Linked DNA regions of Anas platyrhynchos: region 2 is linked to region 1. Evidence: chromatin contacts called from public Hi-C data. All regions are on one chromosome and are shown on one strand. The core of a region is the stretch at or near the end of the contact, and the rest is flanking DNA. Distances in the headings are between cores, read along the strand shown. Region 1 overlaps RASSF8 (Ras association domain family member 8). Region 2 overlaps RASSF8 (Ras association domain family member 8).

Evidence for each region. Hi-C and Micro-C count contacts between places; a contact is called where the count stands out from the background.
Region 2: a Hi-C map of liver shows a contact between it and region 1, with 4 times the contacts expected there. The contact joins two enhancer-like sites. A contact is called at or near these places in 3 of 8 Hi-C or Micro-C datasets (F5 follicle, liver and skeletal muscle).

Annotation. Positions count from the first base shown.
Region 1 is chr1:75,380,335-75,383,792 of IASCAAS_PekinDuck_T2T, reverse strand. RASSF8 (Ras association domain family member 8) reads left to right here. Exons shown (of 6, transcript XM_027450014.3): 4 at 2,138-3,027. Among named protein-coding and RNA genes, the nearest start is that of BHLHE41, 29 kb to the right of the region's middle. Within about 2 kb of position 2,067, at least 1 of the 8 cell types and tissues checked has an H3K27ac peak or open chromatin away from gene starts, as enhancers often do.
Region 2 is chr1:75,454,317-75,457,661 of IASCAAS_PekinDuck_T2T, reverse strand. All of the region lies in intron 1 of RASSF8 (Ras association domain family member 8), which reads left to right. Among named protein-coding and RNA genes, the nearest start is that of RASSF8, 6.6 kb to the left of the region's middle. Within about 2 kb of position 1,936, at least 1 of the 8 cell types and tissues checked has an H3K27ac peak or open chromatin away from gene starts, as enhancers often do.

The DNA of each region.
Region 1 (3,458 bases), core at 818-3,317:
AATAAGGTTTGTGTGAATAAGGAAGGGCTGAGTTGTTCTGCCAGGTGCTGCATAAACACAAACAAGTCTGTTTCAGAAAGCTTTTGGACAACATACAAGACAAGAAGCAGCATACAGACATTGCACTGTTCTTTGTCAACAATCAAAGCAACCTGCTTTCTCCTTGCTAGTGGTAGCACTTCAAAAATAGCAGTTTGTTATAAGGATACCTGTATTCTTAAATATTCTGTCATTAGTTTTGAATCAGCTCACTCACCCTTTAATTTGTGAATTAATCCCCTCTAATGCAAGCAAACATCACTGTTGTGGTTTTCTAGGTATTGTTAAACACTGTCATAAATAGCCTGAATAGAGTAAACCTAGGTAATGATCTCAGATGAGGACAACTTTGTTTTAGACTAGTATTGAACTCCAGGTGTGGCTGTTGAACTGTGTAAATATGACTTTTACTAAATACTTTCCTTTATGTGGCTCTTGAGCATGGAGTTCATTATTTAGGACTGCATGTTGATTTGGAATCCTGATCTAAGATGGAAATAGTTCTTGGCAAGCACTTTGCTTAATTCCCTTTTTCATTTTTGGTTGAGATTGCTAGCTGTATTCCCTTCCCCCCTTTTCTGTTTTGCCTCTTACTATGTTTCTTTTAAGCAGTGCATTTAGTAGCAAAGTGCTAAGAACTTGCATGCTGACCACTCCCCTAGTGGTACCCTAATTACAATTTTAAGACTTATTTGAACCTGGCTGTTTCTGACACAACAAGAACACTAGTAGCATTACCATGTTTACAAGATGAAAGCTGAAAGCTTTTAAGATTAACAAAATAGAGTGGAAAATACAACCTTTGTCCTAGGATCTGTAGCACACTTTCATTTTTCTTCCTTGGGGTTTTATTGTTAGTACACTGTGGCAAACAGCACTAGGTTTATTTTTCCTATAATAACACTGATGCCTACTACAAACCATAAATCTTAATGGGTCAACGAACAATATTGTGGGTTGGTGAAACAAACAAATAAATAACATCTGACTTTGTATCTTGGCATAATAAACTTGGTTTTGAAGTAGTTTATGACAATAAACTTTTAGATCTGTTTCTGAAAATGTGGGCTAAGCACAGTAGTATGTTTATCGATAGACTTTCATTTTTCCCCAGTGCTTACCTCAAGTCGTTTATTTATAAGGCATTAGGGGAGGTGGAATGTTTCCATACTGCTTGCCCTGTTTTGCTGACTTCAATCATTTAAATCTTTGCATCTTCTTTGAGCTTTCACTCCTAACTTGGAAGTGAATGTGGATGCTTTGGCCTCTTATTTGGCCAGCTAACTATTGCTGGTGTGATCCACCAGCCAAAGCAATCTGCTTTCTAGATTGTGCCTGTCAAGCTGATTTTTGTTGTTGTCTTCATCATGAACTACTTGTGAGAAAGTGAGATCAGAGGAGCCATTTCCAGCAAACTACCCGTTCACCTGGGGAGCTCTTTCAAAGGCTGGTCTGATGCTAGCAGATTTTAGGGGGCTACACCATGTGTCAATTGGTGTGGCAGAGCTTGCCTCCTACGGACTGGAGGTGGGGAATCTGTGCGAGTGTTGCGGTTGGAGGCCAGAGGCAGACTTCCAGCCCAAGACTGTACCTTGGGGGAAAGTGCAGGTGGAGAAAGTGAACAAAACACATCAGATGGACATCAGACACCTTTATTCCAACTCCCCCAACTCATAGTTGCATAAATGACTGGCATTTCAAGCGTGTATGTGCTGACATAAGTTACCATTTAAATGATGGCCTGTCGTGGCAGTGGATATGTGTATGGCATTAAAATAGCAAACGATGTGTTTAGGGCTAGCGGTAACCACAGAACCGTTCCAAAATCCCCTGGGATAACGCGTGCTTTAAAACCAGTCGATTTTCGGCACCTTTTTGCCCGCGACGCCGTGGGCTTTCGCCCTCACGACGGAGACCGCGCGGTGTGGGTCGGTCCGTCCGTCCGTCCGTCCGTCCGTGGGGGCGCCCCGCGGGCCGTGCCGGGGAAGGGCCCCCCGGAGCCGCCGATGGGGCCGGCGGCGGGCCCTGCCCTACCCGGGGCGGCGGCGCCCCCTGGCGGGGCGGCCGCTGACGCCTGTCCCTGTTCCTGTCCCTTCAGGGCGCACCGGTCGCTACGCGCTGATCGAGAAGTGGCGGGACACCGAGCGGCACCTGGCGCCCCACGAGAACCCCGTGGTGTCGCTCAACAAGTGGGGGCAGTACGCCAGCGACGTGCAGCTGATCCTGCGCCGCACCGGGCCCTCCCTGAGCGAGAGGCCCACCTCGGACAGCGTGGCTCGCGGCCCCGAGAGGACTTTGTACCGGCAGAGCCTGCCACCCCTGGCCAAGCTGCGGCCTCCAAATGACAAAGCCATGAAGCGGAGGGAGCCGAAAAGGAAGTCCCTGACCTTCACTGGTGGGGCGAAGGGGCTAATGGACATCTTCGGTAAAAGTAAGGAGTCTGAGTTCAAGCAGAAGGTGCTCAACAACTGCAAAACGACGGCAGAAGAGCTGAAGAAGCTGATTCACCTCCAGACAGATAAACTGCAGTGCATTGAGAAGCAGCTGGAGTCCAACGAGGCGGAGATCCGGTACTGGGAGCAGAAGTACAACTCCAGTCTGGAGGAAGAAATCCTCAAGCTAGAGCAGAAGATCAAAAGAAACGAAGTAGAGATCGAGGAGGAAGAGTTCTGGGAAAACGAGCTGCAGATCGAGCAAGAGAACGAGAAACAGCTAAAGGAGCAGCTCCAGGAGATGAGGCAGAGGATCCTAGAATGCGAGAGCAAGCTGAAGGACTACGTGTCGCAGATCCACGATATGGAGAGTGGCCTCGAAGCGGAGAAGTTGCATCGGGAAGTTCAAGAATCCCAAGTGAATGAAGAAGAGGTCAAAGAAAAGATTGAGAAGGTGAAAGGTGAAATTGATATTCAGGGCCAGCAAAGTTTACGATTGGAAAACGGCATCAAAGCTGTAGAAAGATCTCTGGGCCAAGCTACCAAACGGTTACAGGTAAGAACAACCTTTTTATCTATGGCTAAACAGAAGTCAAAAACCTGATTATAACATTTTTTTTTTCTAGCACAGATTTCAAGCTGACAAAGGAATGCATAAGGAACTTTCCATGGTGAACTTGGGTAAAAGGAAGAAAAAGTTGCTTCCATTTTCAAATTGCGATTCAGATTGCTTTGAAGAACAGTCAATTTTAATTTTATCTATCACAGACAACCTCTCCTTATTCACATGCAGGCTAAGTTCCTTCCCCATCAGTTAGAGCACGTTTGCTGCCATTCACTGACTGCTCAGTGACCTCTGAGAAATCATTCAGAGCATATCTTCACCATACAGTGGAGTGTGATAGCAAAATACCAGAGCTAGTATCAGCCAAAGTAGCTGAGGGCAATGCAGCCGCATCCATGGCAATGCATCTGGCCCCTTTGCCC
Region 2 (3,345 bases), core at 687-3,186, 74 kb before region 1:
TCTTCTAGAAACTTCCATTCCTTTTCCTCTCAAAATGCATAATGTAACTGACTTCTATTCAGCTTCTGCCCTTGCTTGAGGGCTGAGGTTGTAGTCTGAATTCATTTATTCCATTTGCAAGCTATACTAGGTGTAACTTTGTCTCATTTCCCTTCCTGCAACAGTGCACAATGATGTATTTCCAGCATGCACCTTGCTGTGTCTCTGGATCATCCAGTTTTAAAATGGCGAGGCAGTGGTGGTGCTTTATTGTGAGTTTCCCTTTAATCTTAGGATCTCTAACTTCCTTTTGTTTCAACTGAACTGAAAGCTTTTTGCTAGAAGACTTTTTGACTTCTGAAGTGTTTGACAATGTTTTTAAGCCGTTGTTCAAAGGGGATTTGGAGTTTCCGGAGCAACCTTTTGAAACTTTGCATTTTATTGTCAGTCAGCAGTTTTGTGAGCACGGATAAGGAAAGTCTGTAATTCCACTGGGCAGCCAGATGTTTTGCATCTGTGCCAAAGTGGGGAGACAGTGTGGCTTCAGGAGTTGGAGGGTCTGTTGTTCTTGTCACTAGCCTGTATGGGAATCTTCAGCAAATCATGCCAGCTTTTGCTTATCCCCCCTTCCCTCCTTCCCGCTGTGCTTATACTGGTTGTGACAGCCTCCTACAGAAGTTGAGAGCAAAGCATTCTTTGTTCCTTTAGAAAAAGTAGATATTGTCAGTTTGTGGGTTTTGTTAATACTAAGCTTAAAGCCATAGCATGTAACTTGGCACTTAGCGAATTCATAGCTATTCTCCATTAGACTAATGCTAATGTTAATTCTGATTAGTGTGGTATTAAGTGTGTGTGTGTGTGTGTGGGGGGGGGGGGGGGGGATAAAGAAAGCAATTTTCAATTACAATAGGGGGGAGAGCATTTTTTTTCCCCCTGTTCTTTAATAAATTTGCCTGGTCTCTTGGTAAGTGTCTTTTGAAGGCCTGTGAGATCTCTGATCCTTGTCTTGGTTCTTCTGCTTCTATGTAACATGCGAAGGAAAGAAAACCAGTAATGAACTCAGGAGATGTCTGCACGTGTCAGACTCTTTCTGAAGAAGAAAGTAGAAAGATGCCAGAACTAATAAGGTATAAAAGACGATATTGGGAATCAAGGTACCAATAGCTTAAATGCACCTTTGAGGTTGTATGGCTAGCAATATTAATTTAGCCACACTACCTAGAATAATTGGCATGCTAAGAGAAACATATGGCAGTAATGGAATGCCCTTATCCATGCCCATCAGAAAGTGATTGTGTGGCTCTTTTAAGCATGTTCTCACTCATCAGAATTGCTCCCCTGGTATAAATGCTTGCTTTGGGTTTCATCCAAGGCTTCAGGTCAATCAAAGCCTTTGCACTGGTGTCATTGGGAGTGAGGACAGAAACTTTTAATGAATAGCTACATGCTTGATGCTGTGTATTTCAAGTAGTGGAATTGGCACAGACGAGCAACAGGAGTAACAGTCATTGAATACAGCGCAGTGCTTTCATGCTATTAATGGGATTGGAATTGGTAACCTGATACTCCAAAGAGATAACAAAGGCTATTTATCATACAAGGGAACAATGATTTTGAAGGAGCTGGGAAATAGCTTAGTGAAATCTTTCATTAGGACTTGTTCCGGTGAAGAAGATCTGTCAGAAAATGACTGAATTAACAAGAATTTACAAAATAGTCTGAATAGAGAAGTCATTTTCTTATTACCAGTGTTGCTGTACTGCAGTTCCTGTGCTTGTTTACCAGCTTACTTGTTTACTCATATTTTAAATTTTGCTTTTGTTTCAAACTGAGATACAATGTAAATAAAAGTGTTTGGGCTTTGCGCCTTCCAAGAATGGAAGACTTAGGGGGAGGGGGTGACAAAATGAAATGATATGTGAAAAGCTTATCTGTGGTATGTGACCTTTCCTTCTTTCCCAAGAGCAGACCAGAAAGCAACCAACTTAATATAAAAGACAGCAGCAGTCCATGGGATTAAACTATGCTGCATGAGATTGTCAAAGAACTTTCTCAGAGGCCTTTTAATACAAGTAGATACAAGATATCTGCAAGGGTGATCTAGTGCAAAAAAACTCAGTCCATCATTGTAACTCAAGATAATATTCTTCCCAAGGCTTGCTGCTTACCAGTAGGAAAAGCTGATTATCTGCCCCTTGCTTTTTAATGAGGCAGTGAAGCTTGCTGACTCTGTAGGCAAGTCTAGAAGATAAGGGGGCATACCTTTAAGAGGAGGGAAGAGCCATAAGGGAAGGCTAGATTGTGTCTGCTGTCAATAAACCGAAGCCCTGTGCACAAGGGGTCATGTTCTGTATCAGGAGCAAAGGGAAGAGGCTCATTCTTCCTAGATAAGGTGACAGGGAGCTGGGCTCTCACCATAAGCTAAGAACCATGCTTTATAAGGTATTCAAGTGGCATGTTTTGATTTATTTAAACTTTTAGCAAGACAGTTTTTGGGTGTTCAGTTTCTCAGGGCTTGCCAGTCTTCTGTTCTGAGGCACTGCAAAACAAATCATCAGCAATGAGATGTTACAGTAATACTACTGTAACAGGAGGCCTTGCATGAAATCCTGACCTGTATTGCCAGGTCCTGCTCGAATGCCTGGCCAGAGATGAGCCCTGTCCTCCTCTCATGGCGGGAGCATGCGGCCAGTGGGCTGCCCCCACGGTATGGCACTGGCAGAGCTGGAGTCACAGCGCAGGCCTGCTGAGTCCCGGGCCCAGCATAGTCCCCTTCCTGCATCGGCCATTATGGGTGACTTTGTAGCCGATCATTGCCTCCCCTTGTCTGCGTTGGTCAATGTACAGTTTGCATTGTGCCTCTTTAAAATGTGCTGTCCTAAACTCCGCATTGCCAATTTCCCACGGCACCTGCTAGCCTTCTGTTAACGCTTCTAATTTGGAATGGACTGTTTGTGTGCTCTGTGCCACTTCCCTCTGTTTGACTCTTCCTAAATACTTGTTCATGAGCCTTAAAGGTGTTTGTGGTAGCAGTGTAGTATTTGTTTTTGGAAGGGAGGGAGAGATACTGGAATGCTCTCTTCAAATCTCACAGCTGCAGATAGAGATATGCCTTTAACTCCCCCACTGCCCAGCTGTTCGGGGCCAGGGGTGGGGGGACGCTTGCTTTGCCATTTCCCCAGCCTGGAGCTGGTTTTAGCTTACACTGAGCACCTGTCCGCTTGTGATTCTGACATCCTGTCAGGACTCATTCCCTCTGCCCCTCAGAAGATTGTTTGTTTTGGGCAGCAATCTGCCTTATCCTGATAGGAAACTCAAGCCAGGAATTTTCCAGAATTGCTCCCCTCTCTCACATTGTCCTTCACT